Linked DNA regions of Rattus norvegicus: region 2 is linked to region 1. A link is a contact called in public Hi-C data. All regions are on one chromosome and are shown on one strand. Each heading gives the region's core, a stretch centred on a gene start, on an enhancer-like site or on the middle of the called end of the contact. The rest is flanking DNA. Distances are from core to core; before and after follow the strand shown.

Evidence for each region. Hi-C and Micro-C count contacts between places; a contact is called where the count stands out from the background.
Region 2: a contact with region 1 is called in a Hi-C map of liver, with 2.9 times the contacts expected there. The contact joins two enhancer-like sites. A contact is called at or near these places in 2 of 12 Hi-C or Micro-C datasets (kidney and liver).

Annotation. Positions count from the first base shown.
Region 1 is chr2:45,389,695-45,396,839 of GRCr8, forward strand. All of the region lies in intron 1 of LOC102554307 (a long non-coding RNA gene), which reads left to right. Among named protein-coding and RNA genes, the nearest start is that of Map3k1, 250 kb to the left of the region's middle. Within about 2 kb of position 5,872, at least 6 of the 93 cell types and tissues checked have an H3K27ac peak or open chromatin away from gene starts, as enhancers often do. A contact at or near this core is called in liver, where this site is marked.
Region 2 is chr2:45,459,102-45,465,648 of GRCr8, forward strand. No RefSeq gene overlaps it. Among named protein-coding and RNA genes, the nearest start is that of Ankrd55, 190 kb to the right of the region's middle. Within about 2 kb of position 2,825, at least 12 of the 93 cell types and tissues checked have an H3K27ac peak or open chromatin away from gene starts, as enhancers often do. A contact at or near this core is called in liver, where this site is marked.

The DNA of each region.
Region 1 (7,145 bases), core at 4,622-7,121:
AGAGATGATGTCCTTGCCTGCCTCTGTTCTACTGGGAACGGGAGTCATTCACAGAAGGGCAGGGAGGAGGGCTGGCTCAGTGTTAGCTTGGTAGCATAGATTAGAAGAAACAGTGCATGGTATTTTAGGCACAGATTCCCAAGCTAAAAACCTGCTTGGAACCATAGCTTGGAACCATAGCTCGCTACTTGTGTGACCTTGGAGAGCCATTTTCAGGACTCTGTGTCTGTACGTCTCCATTTGGAATGTCCACGCTGCTGTGGGCTGGCACGCTGCCTCTGCTTAGTGACCGCTATTCTTAAGAATGAAACCTATGTAGCAATTCTCAGAGTTTAGGAGGGAGGCAGAGGGCTGTGAATCTGGCAGAAGGGTACGACCTTCTCAAGGCACATCTATATTGATCCTTTAGAACCATCATCATGTGTCTACAGAAATTCAGAATGCTTCTTTTTTCTCTCACCTTGCCTCTGGGAGCAATGTGGTGGGCTGGCTCCGGGCCACATATGATGGTGAAATCAAAGGTGAAGGGAATTTCCTTTCAGTGGCAATCCACGATCGTATGCCAGAAAATGAAATGTGCTCACACTCCCTAATGAGCACCCACAGACTCTCACGATGAGGCCCATGACCAGTGACTGTGTTAACACTGAGCCTGATGTTTAAGGGCAGAAAGCACTATTTATCCTGTTGGTGTCCTTGGGAAGTCAGTTATCAACACATAAACCCTCACGTAAGCGCTTGACTCGGGGGCTCTAAGAAGCTCAGGGTTTGTCCCAGTACACAAGAAAGCCCTTCAGGTGCCAGCCAGGAGCAGCCTGGGCCGTGGAACATGACCTTGCCTCATCTCATAGTTGGCAGGACTCCCCATGGTGAGGGCAATCGTGGTTACCAAAACCAGTGGGTAAGGTGTTGAAACTCAGTGTCATGAGTTTCCAAAACCCCAAACAGTTGTCAACCATGAGTGACAGCACCACAACAACACAGCTGACTCATTTCCCACCCACACATGCCAGGGCTGCCATGTTGCTACAGAACTCTCTGGCAGAGGAGCTGTGACCAATGCTTTACCTAGGGCATCCGAGGCAGGGGAATACCACCCACCCCACCCCGCCCAGTGTGTGTGTGTGTGTGTGTGTGTGTGTGTGTGTGTGTGTGTGCCAGTGTGTGTATGTATGTGTGTGTGTGTGCCAGTGTGTTTGTTTGCCAATGTGTGTGTGTGTTTGCGTGTATGTGTGTGTGTGTGTGTGTGTGTGTCTGTGTGTGTGTCTGTGTCTGTGTTTGTGATTGGATATTACTCTTTGAGCTTAATAAACTGAAGTGTGCAGACATTTCCTCCAATGAAGGCAATGTGGCCACAGCACACACAGAGACAGAGGGATGAAAACTAAAAATTTCTTTATTGCTTTTACTACCGTATCTCCTCAAAGGCTAGTGATACATGAACTGCTGGCTGGAAGACAGTAATGGACACACAATGAACTCTGATTTTGTCACTCCCGTATCAGAAATGTATTGATTCAGGTGATAGTTAAAGGCTTATTGTGGTTATGGGTTAAAACTGTGGGTTTATGTCCCTTTGTTGATAAATTGGAAGACAGAACGACAGAAATAGAAATGGGGGTTATGTGATAAGATGGCTTCTTAGGTTAACAGTAACTAAATCAAAATTATGTCTGAGTCGGTGAGAGTGCTTGCTGCTTCTAAGATGAGAAGATGAGAGGTGAGAGTTTAGATCCCTAAACCCATATTGGGTAGCTCACTACTGTCTGGACCTCCAGGGCATCCTATGCTCTCATCTGGTCTCTGGGGATATCCAAATGCATACACACACACACACACACACACACACACACACACACACACACACACACAGAGAGAGAGAGACAGACAGACAGACAGACAGACAGACAGATGTAGAGAGACAGACAGAGAGTAAAATATACACTTAAAAGATGTCAAAAGGATTGCATCAGGCACAGTTCCATGGAGATCAACAGCAGACTGGGCAGGGGACAGGGTGGGGGTAGCTGTATCAAGACCAGCTGGTAAGTGGGAATAGAATCATGGACACTTCAAGGGCTCCCCTGGGCAGGCACCAGTAATACAGCAGTCTCTGGGTTGGCATAACAGGTCTTCCCTTGGAGGGAAGTGAGGGCAAGAATGCAGGCTGATGACTGTGTGTGTAATCTGAGCAAGTTCAATGCAGTTAACTGTGGGGTAAAGCTGCAGGCTTTAAGGGAGCTCATGCCAGGGTTTGTTTTGTTTTTGTTTTCTTTTAACTATGTTGAGCTTAACCCTTTCGAGAGTCACACAGTAAACACCACATTCCAGAAAGAGTTGAGACTTCCAAGGCTCTGAAAATTCTAAGCATAAGAAAGTCACTCAAACCCACATGTTGGAGGAGGACATGCTGCATTTAGATGAGGTAAGCAACTGGATAGATCCACAGTAGGTGAAACTTATGGGGGTTATTGAAAGGATGGATAACAGAAAGGACTTACGAAGCTGGAAAGCTGTGTTGGGACTGGCTATACTCTGTAGGCAAGAGAAAGAAATAAAAGAAAGCCAGTCTCCAGTTGGATGTCAGCCAAGTGTTTGGAGAAGGGGTGGGGTCAGGAGTTGGCTGGACTCTGAGGGAGAAGCAGGGTTGGAAGGTCAGGAGACCCCTTCTGGTACCAGGAGGAGATCTTTGAAAGACACAGATAACAGACCACCTTCTTTAAAAACTTAAAACTTCCCCATCGCTTTAGGGGTGAAGTAGACGCTCCTGGCAGGCCCCATGATGCCTCGAATCACAGCTCTTGCTGTCTTCTCAGCCCTCCATTCCTGAGCCTCCAGATCGCTCAGCCACCTGTGGTGGTTTTCCTTGCTAAACTTCTTTCTCAAGCCTGGCCAACATCCACAAGCTTCCAGGTCCACATCCAGTGTCCTCCCAGGTGGGAGGGCTTCCCATTGTCACCTTGGTGGGCTTCCGTCCTGGCTTGCTAAACAACTCTTCAAAGGTACCTTTACAAAACTGTAGCTCCTTTCTTTGTTCCTGTGACTATCAGGGGTCCTGATAGATCGACCTCATCTTTGAATCCTAAAGATCCTGTCTTTGGTACTTGGCATGTGAAGGATGCTCCCTAGTTAGAACCATTTTCCCTAACTTTTTTTTTTTTTTGAGACAGCAAGAAAAAGCACAACTAATCACTTTACCCATGTTTCTCCTTAGCTTGAAACTTCATCTTGTTTATATTGTTTATACATAGCTGGATATGAAGAATGAGCTTCTATGCCCAACATCCGTCTGAAGCCTACAGTGCTGTAGTCCAGTGATGCAGTGCGCAGTGAGGGCGCGGATCTGGAGGTGAGCCCTGAGCAGGCTCCGGAAACAAGCTTGGGCCATACGGATGGTAGTTCTGCTATCTTGGAAACAGAAACCTGGCCTAGAATTGAGGCTTGTGGCGAAAAAGCCCCTTTGGCCTTATGGTCTTCTTGATTTGTGGTTGGTGTCTGACCAGAGAAAGGACAGAATCAACCACTCTAAAGCTCAGCTTGCTGGGTTTCAAAGGCAGCACAGTTCACCCGTTCTAGGAAGACATCAAAATTCTTAGGGTCAGAGCTGGTTGAGTGGCCAGAGAGAAGATGCAGGGAGAGTGGGTAAAGGAGAAAGAGTGAGGGGCAGGAGGCTCATTGGTGACAAGAGTAGCTTTGTCTTGTTGGCTCAGAAAGAGGAGCTTGTGTGGGTATGAATCCAGTGTTACCCCAGATAGGACGTTTGGAAAAGTGCTCAATGGAAGGAAATACAGCACGTGTAGAGCCTAGGTCACTGGTCAAGATTGGAGGCAAGGATTTAACAGTCTTTAGCTTACATGTGATACCTAAAGCCAAGACTGTGGCCAGATGTACAAGGGGAGGGGAGAGTACAATGGGGAAGCAGTTCAGTAGTTGACTGGGAGCTATGGAGACATCCTGGAGATGAGTTTCTTAACAGATACATGAAATCTAGAAGTTACTGGAGCAGACAAGCAATTTCAGAGAGAGGGAGGGAGGGAAAGAGGGAGGGGGAGAGAGAGAGAGAGAGAGAGAGAGAGAGAGAGAGAGAGAGAGAGACTGACTCTGTCAACCCCCTAGTCAAACATGGGACAGGCTGCAGAGGGTGCAATGTCTTAGGAAAAGCAGTTTCAGTGGAGTGGTGGTGGCCAAGGAAGTGCAAGGGAGGTAAAGGAGAGATGGTGTTACCTTAGCTCCTCAAGAATTTTAGGTGGGAAGGAAAGAGCAAGCAGGTGGGTGATGAAGCTGATGCAGAACTTGTGGATGGGGATCATGACTCTGGGTTCATCCTCTAAAATGAAAGCCAAGCCGAAAGCATCTATGCCTGGTGATGGAAAGAGATTAATGCCCAGGAAGGGCCAAAGATGCAGGAAGTGGAAGCTCAGGGACAAGGTTCCTGGTACAGATGGGCTCCCTGCATAACTGAGAGAGAATCTGGGGCAGGAAACCCATGTGGCCATGCCCTCAGAGTCAGACCAGAGGAAAGACAGGAAGGAAAACTCTGAGGAGTAGGGGGCTTTTGGCTACAGTCAGCCAGGGTGAGCTTCAGCCAAGTTCTCTCTCAGGAGGCTCTTAAGACGGGCAGCCCTTCAGGGTTACCCCAGGTTGGAGTAGGGCCAGGCCTTTACACTCCCACATTACTAACCAGAGTGAGCTGCCTCAGGAAGGAAGTGGGGCATAGGGCAAGGTGACTCTGTCTGGTCAGGCACTTCCTGAAGGTGGGTGGCCAATGGAAAGTCAGAAGCAAAGCTATAGCTGAGGATGCAGCCCTTTCCATGCCAAGGAGGAATCTGGGCGTTTCCATCTGTATCAGGTCAGTTCCAACACGTGAGGCCGAGTCAGTAGGAGATAAACATGACATGTATTGCACAAGACGGCTTCACATGGTTGAGGTGAGGCTAGAAGGTAAGCCTGATACCTTCGGGTTGGGCAGGCTGTCAGTAGAGACAGGTAGAGCTCCTGGGTACAGCTGCTGTCCACAGTGAGAATTTCTTCTTCATCAGGGAGGCCTTGCTTCTGCCTACAAGGCCTTTTAAGTTGGTTGACGTGAGTCTTCCAGATCTGGAACAGTGTCCCTTGTCAGCCCATCTGCCCTCAGGTATCAGGGCCCAAGGTTTGCTCTATTTTCCTTTCAGAAGTAGAGAACACATCCAGTGGATCTTATCTTCGATCTCCTTTCTGTGCAAACACCATGCCTCCTTCTAGCCCTTCACCCCAGCTTCCTTCCCTGCAGGTTCTATCCACCTTTCTCTCTCCCCATCACCTGCCTCAACTGATCAGAAGAAACAGGGACCTTATTCACTCCACTAGAACTGTGGTCCCTGCAATTCTAGCCCATGTCCTCTTTCCTCACACTCAATGGCAGCCGTACAGGTCAGAGAGAAGGCACTGCTTGCAAATCAACTTCCATAAAGATCACAGCTGACAGACTTGCAGGGAGACCTTGGCTCTGAGTGTGACCTCATGAGGAATGATGCAATATCCAACGTCATGGCTATCTGAGGTTCATGCAATGAGGGCCCTGCTGAATTTCTGTCTCAGACTTTGTGCTTCACAAATTCAATATTTGTCACATCTGATCTTCTGCAACCTGGGATTCAGGGCATAGAGGCTCGCTGTCTAACAAGCTTTGTGTTTTTTGCTTAGTCAAAGGTTAGGAAGTCCATCCTTTTACTATTTTTGGACAGAAAATAGGCCTCTGGCATTTCTTGAGAGTGGATGAGTATCCCACCCCACAACCTTTGCCGTAATTAAAAGGGCAAGGAAGTCGTCTGGAATGACTCTGTTGCTCGGGCAGTCTTCCAAGCTCAAAGGTAGAACTGCTGAGATGCCAAGCTGAAATGTCACCGTCTTTCTAAGCCGTATGAGTGAACGCTCTTCATGTAACAGCATGTTGGTATCATCCGTGCCTTTGCCAACATGAGCTGATCTTGACAGTTTCATCACAAGAGCCCCCTTCTCCCTCCCCGTCATTCATCTCTAGACTTTCTCCTTCTCGGAGAACCAACCCCAAAGTCTACAGAAGCAAGATCATGCAAAAATAGTTCTCAAGGATTAGGGATCAGGGTTTGGGAGGCAAAGAATGAAACCTAATTTTAGTCATCTCTGGCTTGTTTTTGGTCTTAAAACAATGTCTCCCTGGGTGGTAGAGCAGTTAAATTTTCTCCCTACTTTGGACTTTCCTGTAGTCATTTATTAACAGCTAAATTAGAACAGGGCTAATCCGAATGAAGGCAGTATGATGGGACAAGTTAAGAATTCAGACGCTGTGTAGACAGACAAAAGACACAACAGCCAGCATGCTTTGGATCACTTCCCTTTCCACACAGCTGATCTTGTCTGCGAATACTTTTTACTGAGAGTAATTATGATTTTTATTTCTAATAAGATATAAGATCAACTACCTCATTTTTCTGTCTGTTTCCTACCTCCCTCTTTCCTCATCTCTCCACCAGGAATAAGTAAGAGACAACATAACTTGGAGCTCTAGACAGCCTATTCCCCGTCTGACCTGTCAATCCAGCTATGAGTGGACTTGCCCTTATGTCTGTGTCAAGAGTATCGGCATACCTAGGTGATTCCCAAATGCAGCTTATCTCATGGGAGAGATATAAGTGGACAGAGCCTCCAATTCACCAGCCCTAGTTGCTAGAGGTGGTCTCAGATGATCATTTTAATTGGAGGACCAACATTTCTAAGACACTTCCAGGCTAGAGATTACTTCTGAGTACATTAGATGCTACTGGAGCCAAAAAGCATGTGTGTCAGAAAGTCTGGCCCTACCTAGAGGAGCTTTAGCAAGCATTTAATTACACCCCTTGCCTAGTGTACTCTGCCGCAGAATCTAGGCCACGGAATGGGCTCAGCATGGAAGTGGAGGAATCCCTAGGTAGGTGTTATGGTTTGAATATGAAGCGTCCCCACAGTCTCGTGAGTTTGGTTACTGAGTCCCCCAACTCCTGGTACTGTTTTGAGAGTTTACAGAATCTTTGAGGCAGGAGGAGGCATGGCTTTCAGATGTGAGTGGCTGCTGGGAGCTGTTTGGGAGGGCTGTTTCCAGCCTGAGCTGGCACCGTGTAACAAGCACTGGGGCCCCCTGCCCTGACATA
Region 2 (6,547 bases), core at 1,575-4,074, 66 kb after region 1:
GAGAGCCACGAGAGTAATAGAGGAGAGGATGGTGTATTTCGTCTTTGTGTAGCTTCCCAGTGGACTGTTAATCACTAACCTCCCCAACCATTACCCACTTCTTCCTGGTTTTGCCCATTTGTTTCTCTAGCTTCCTCCCTGGTGGCGGCTGATAATACAACCCAAGCCAATAAGACGTGAACTCAAGTCGGCTAGGACTTTGAAGGAAGATGGGTGGATGGATGGAAGGGCAGGCAGATGAAAAACAGATTAGATTGGGTAAATAAATGATAGAATACGAAATGTCTGAACCCTTCCCCTCCCTTCTCACAATTGAGGCCAGAAGCCTAATGTGCAGCTATTTGAAGGGAGAATCTTTAGGAGGTGACTAACTTGGATGTAAGTCAGACTGTAATGGGATAAGCATCTCATGGAAGAGGTGGACATTTGATCTCAGCAGTAGAAGAGAAGTAGAAGGAGGAAGGGAGGGAGGGAGGGAGAGAGAGAGAGAGAGAGAGAGAGAGAGAGAGAGAGAGAGAGAGAGAGAGCATTTACTCAGAAGAGAACACTTGTGATATGGCCAGCCGTGGTTTCAATAAGATTTGTGTGCAGTTGAATGTGAGGCCTAAGCAGCCACTTTTGCAGAAACAGTTCATACTGAGGGAATGAATGCCAATGGGACAAGCAGAGCAAAGACTGCCACACTTCCCAGGTACTCCACGACTGGCTGCTCAGAAGCAACAGTGCTCTCTTAGTTAAGAATGATTCAGAGTGCTTTGGCACTGCCCTGCTGCTTTTCTTGTTAGAGGGGAATCTTGGTTTGTGGGTACCAGAAGCAGCCACCCAGAGCCTGTGCGAGAAACCATTGGAAGGAGGCAGGGTAGGATGTACTTCTGAGTGTGGAAGGCAGAGCATCGGACCCCTGGGGAGCCTTGGTTCTAATTCAGTTAATTCTGGATATGTGAGCCTTAATTCCAATGGAGTTTCCCTTGCTAGGGTGTGGAATTACTCTAGACTTATCTCAAATTTCTTCCTTCTAATTTCTCAACTATAAAATGAGATTCCTTCATCTTAGGCCTTCCTCATAATTGCCTTTTGAAAGCATATAACATCTGGTTTCATTATCCCACAGCTGGAGAGCTCTGCTTTGAGTTAATGACACCTTGAATCTCAATCACATCCAATTAAGATGATATTTAAATGCAGTTGGCTGTAGAATTAGTGTTTAGAATGAGTTAAGACTTTTGAATCAGTGGGATGAATGGGTGTGTTTCCATGAAGGAAGGACATGAATGAGGTGGGCGGATACCAGAGGTGGAATGCTTTGAACTGAAAGTTTGGGTCTCCCTACTGTCCATACATGTAATGCTATGTTCCGTAGCATGTTGCTTGGCATAGATGACATGACAAGGGTGGGGCTTTTCTGGTGTAATTAGTGCCCTTATAAGAAGAGAAAACAAAGAAGTATGTGATCTTCCCCTCCCCTTCCTTCTCTCTCTCTTTCTCTCTCTCTCTCTCTCTCTCTCTCTCTCTTTCCCTCTTTCCCTTTCTCCCTCTCTCCTTCTCTCCTACAATTCAAGGACACAGTAAGAGGGGTCAGCCATATGCAGTTGAGGAATTCCTCACCAGGAACTGACTCCATCAGCACCCAGGTCTTGGGTTTCCTGATGTCCAGAATGCCTGTAGTCTTGTGGTCTGGCAGCACAAGCAAGGTCGGTTAATAGTCTTTACTGTTCTTCAGAGGAGCCAGCGTAACCTTGCAGGATTGCCCAACCTTTCGCCATTGCAACAGACATTTGTCATCTACCCTAAGTTCAGGCTGGAGAACAGTTACAGAAAGAAATCACAAGAGGAATCCCTTGGTGTTTTAAGTGAGCCCACGGCTCTGTGTTAGCCTGTGTTCACATCTGTCCTGAGACACATGTGGCCTGTGGGCTGCAGGCTGGGGTGTTACACCCACGGTGAGTCCAGGGATTTCAAAAAGACTCGGACAATGAGCTGTGTGATGGCATGACTGTGACAGTGAAAAGACTGAAAATAATCCAAAATTTTGTGTCTAGAGAATAAACGCATCCAGTCTGTGAAAAATTGTGCTTCCTCTAAAACAAAAGAGCTCAGTCGACATTTCTTGGTGTGAAAACATGTTCTGCACCCATTCGTAAAATAGATATGCTAGTTGTAGCGCGTGATGCAAGATTCAATGCAATTTGTGTACCAAACAACGTCCTTTCTCAACAAGCACTTACCTTTCTGTATGTGGAACTATAAACGCATATAAACATATATGCTTTACACACTCATACACAAGTCATACACACACACACACACACACACATACCTATGAATGTATACACTTAAGGAAAATCTATATATTCTGGTACGAGGTACAGTGGATGGATAATAAAGTTAATCAGAAGGAAACAGTAGAGGATTGGGGAATAGGCAGAGCTTTTCCTACCTGTGCTGTTTTAATTGTTACTTGTGTAATTAAAAACATGGCGATGAGTTGTGAGGAGGAATGTGGTTGAAACCAAAGGGAAGGGAAGTCCCACCAGGACTTGTTTTTCTCTTTAAGTCTTCTCCTTCACTCGGTTTCATGGAGACTTCGAAATGGAGATGAAAAAGGTTCTTGTCTGTCTCTTGTCTGCCGCAGAGTGGGCGTGCGGGAAGGACGTGGTGTGTCTGGGGTGCGTTTCAGAGCTTACGGCAAAGCTCATTCATGCTGAGGCGCTGGCTTTTGCCCATAAAAGGAGGAATTACAACATCAGAGCCAGATTGTTCCCATTTCCAAAGAGCCACAGAATGTCAACATTGACTGTCAATCACTTGTTCTGCATTCTCTCGCCAACACTCCCTGGAAGCCGGGCCAGGCACAGAAAACAGATGCGGGCAGGCACTGTTTTGACAACACTGGATACGCCTGTGATTAGGAGTCAGGATAGCGTAAAAATGATTAATATGCTCCTGAAAGAACAGGGAGTGCACCTCCAGAAGGGATAATTGGATGGGCGTCCCCGATGTTCACCTCCTACCCAGACATGGCCACACGTTCGAGCACAGGTTTCTTTCCCCCAAGCAACCCCTGGCTGAGAGGTTGCTGTAACTCCAATTTCTCTCTGTGTGACAGGATCTTTCTCTATAATACAGGCTAACCTCAACATGGCAGTCCTCCTCGGTTTCCCAAGTACTGAAATGACAGGTATTTGCCACCTGCTTGCTGTAATGCCCATTCGTTTCCACACTCTGGAGTTCAGACTCAGGACCCTGTGCTTTCTAGACAAGCACTCCTCCATGGAAGTGGATCTCTAGTATCCCTGCTCTCCTTTTCGAAGACCTCGTCTTAAGTCTCTCCATGACACTCATCCTAATGAGTCGTGAACTCACTAGGTATGCATGGATGCCCTTGAACTTATCAGTCTGTGTTTCTCTGGAGGGCTGCTGTGGGCTACCAGGAGTGGGGTGTGTATTTAGTGTAGGGAGTGAGCCCAAGGCACCTTACGGGGCACATGGTCTACCGTCAGGCATATGCTTTTTATTACGGTTCTGTAAGAGGCATAAAAGGTTCTTGGAAAACGGGCAGAAAGGTTGAAAGATGTCAAAAGAGTGTCAAAATCCACTTCTACTACTAAATACACAATCCTTAAGTTAGCAATAAAGCCATCTTAGTAATATATTTTTAAACTCCCTGATAAACACCCTCTCTCTGTTTAGTAGCATTTCACAGAATGTGGCAGCTTACAATGCACCTGCTAAATTCTCAATTTATGAAGCAGAAAGTCATCATTTAGCTCTCTGTGCATGAATTAAGGTGTCCTGGAGTAACTTTAATTACACAATCGTCTAATTACCAAGCAGCTGTCCTTTTTCCTAGAAATGTATTCTCACTTCTGAGTAGCTTCAGTCCCGGGCCACATCCTGCCTTATTCGGTGACTAAGGAACAAACTCCGGGACTGAGTCAGAACCACTAGCTCTTTTCTGGGGTCTCCCTGGATAGCAGGTTCAGACATCTAGGTTCTGAGAATGTGGATTCTATGAGTGGGCATCAGGCTGCAGGCGGGTCCTGCAGGAGCCACACCTACTCTTCAAAATCTCAGTCAGAGTTTCTTTGCTTCAATCTGTGAGAAACTGGGCTTTCTGAAGAAACTTTCAAAAAAGAAAAGAGAAATTATTCAGTTCTCTCTTTTTCAATAACTATCCACTGCAGTCCTATTACATGACAAACTGTTTGGAGTCCAGAGGATCCAGCAGTGACAACATTTCCTTTCCTACAACATCCCAGTGAACTGGGATGCTTAATTGCAACATCCCAGTGAGCCTGGCGACCCACAAGGCTCCACGACAGAACCTGCATTCTGTATCTCCAAGATGCATGGAGCAGGTGTCCTGAGCATGCTCAGGGAACTTCCTGTCTAGAGAGTGATTGTCTAGTTGTAACTGCAACAGAGCAGAATGGCCATCAGAGAGCTCTCAAGGGGGTATATTTTATGGGTAAGTTTATATTTTGATCCTGTCACTTCTTGCTCAGTGACCAGCGAAACCTAACTCCATAGTCTATGTCTGGTTTCTGTTTGGTTGGTGGTTGTACTGCTCTAATAGAGCAGCGGAGAATAGTCAGTGTCAGTGTGGACCTTGTATGTATGAGGCCTTGTATGTATGCTCTCATTATGGCATAAGAGGAAAAGGAAGAGAAAAAGGAGCTGAGATTGGACAACTTATAGAGAAAGAGAAGTGCTTCCTACAGCTCCAAGATCTGGCAAGCCCAAGGTCGAGAAGTGAGTGTCTTTTGGCTGTGTCATCTAGTGGTAGGACGCAGAGAGGGAAGGAGGAAGCTATGGAGAAAAAGGCAAAGAGAGAGGAGAAAGAAAGATAGATATTTAGATAAATTGATTAATTTATTGATTAATGATAGATGCATAGATATAATAGATAAAGATGATGATAGATGATAGATACATAGATATAATAGATATAGATGATGATTGATTGGTTGGTAGGTAGGTAGGTAGATAGATGGCAGATAGATAGATAGATAGATAGATAGATAGATAGATAGATGAATAGATAGATCACTCAATCTCAAAGACTCAAGCTTTTCAGTAGTTGCCACTAAACCATCCATGAATAACCATTCACCTTTATTCATCTTTATGAACAAGCTTCCTCTGGTTTCCTCCCCCACAACTCTGTTTCTCTGGGGGTTACATGTCTAACGTGCACTTAGGGGAAACCCATTCAAACCACAGCAATGAAACCATTTGTTTTTCATCTATAGGACGACATAATACCTGGCCCATGCAGGGTTGTGGTCAAGATCAAAGCATATAATTTGGTCAAAGCCTTAAAATTCTGCCTGGAGCCCTGCAAGCTGAATTATGTCTTATTGGTTATTGTGATATATTCTTCCTACCTTACATCAAGTTAAACATACCTGGAAGATCCTATAAAATGACCAAGAGCAGAATTAATTACAAAGTACCACTAGTCTGGACCCCCAAGGACCTCCTCAATCATTGTTAGATATAATATGATCAGACTGGTACCACAAAGCAAGTTTCAACTAATTTTTTTCTATGTCTTCTTTTTCTTTCTTTCTTTTTTCCATCTTTATTAAATTTGGTATTTCTTATTTACATTTCAAATGTTATTCCCTTTCCTGGTTTCCAGGCCAACATCCCCCTAACCCCTCCTCCTCCCCTTCTATATGGTTGTTCCCCTCCCAATCCTCCCCCCATTACCACCCCCCCAACAATCACGTTCACTGGGGGTCCAGCCTTGGCAGGACCAAGGGCTTCCCCTTCCACTGGTGCCCTTACTAGGCTATTCATTGCTACCTATGCAGTTGGAGCCCAGGGTCAGTCCATGTGTAGTCTTTGGGTAGTGGCTTAGTCCCTGGAAGCTCTGGTTGGCTGGCATTGTTGTTCATATGGGGTCTCAAACCCCTTCAGCTCTTTCAGTCCTTTCTCTGATTCCTTCAACGGGGGTCCTATTCTCAGTTCAGTGGTTTGCTGCTGGCATTCGCCTCTGTATTTGCCATATTCTGGCTGTGTCTCTCAGGAGAGATCTACATCCTGTCCCTGTTAACCTTCACTTCTTTGCTTCATCCATCTTATCTAGTTTGGTGGCTGTATATGTATGGGCCACATGAGGGGCAAGCTCTGAATTGGCGTTCCTTTAGCCTCTGTTCTAAGCTTTGCCTCCCTATCCCCTCCCAGGGATATTCTTGTTCCCCTTTTAAAGAAGGAGTGAAGCATTTGCATTTTGGTCATCCTTCTTGAGTTTCATGTGTTCTGTGCATCTAGGGTAATTCGAGCATTTGGGCTAATATCCACTTATCAATGAGTGCATACCATGTGTGTTTTTCCATGATTGGGTTACCTCACTCAGGATGATATTTTCCAGTTCCATCCATTTGCCTATGAATTTCATAAAGTCATTGTTTTTGATAGCTGAGTAATATTCCATTGTGTAGATATACCACATTTTCTGTATCCATTCCTCTGTTGAAGGGCATCTGGGTTCTTTCCAGCTTCTGGCTATTATAAATAAGGCTGCTATGAACATAGTGGA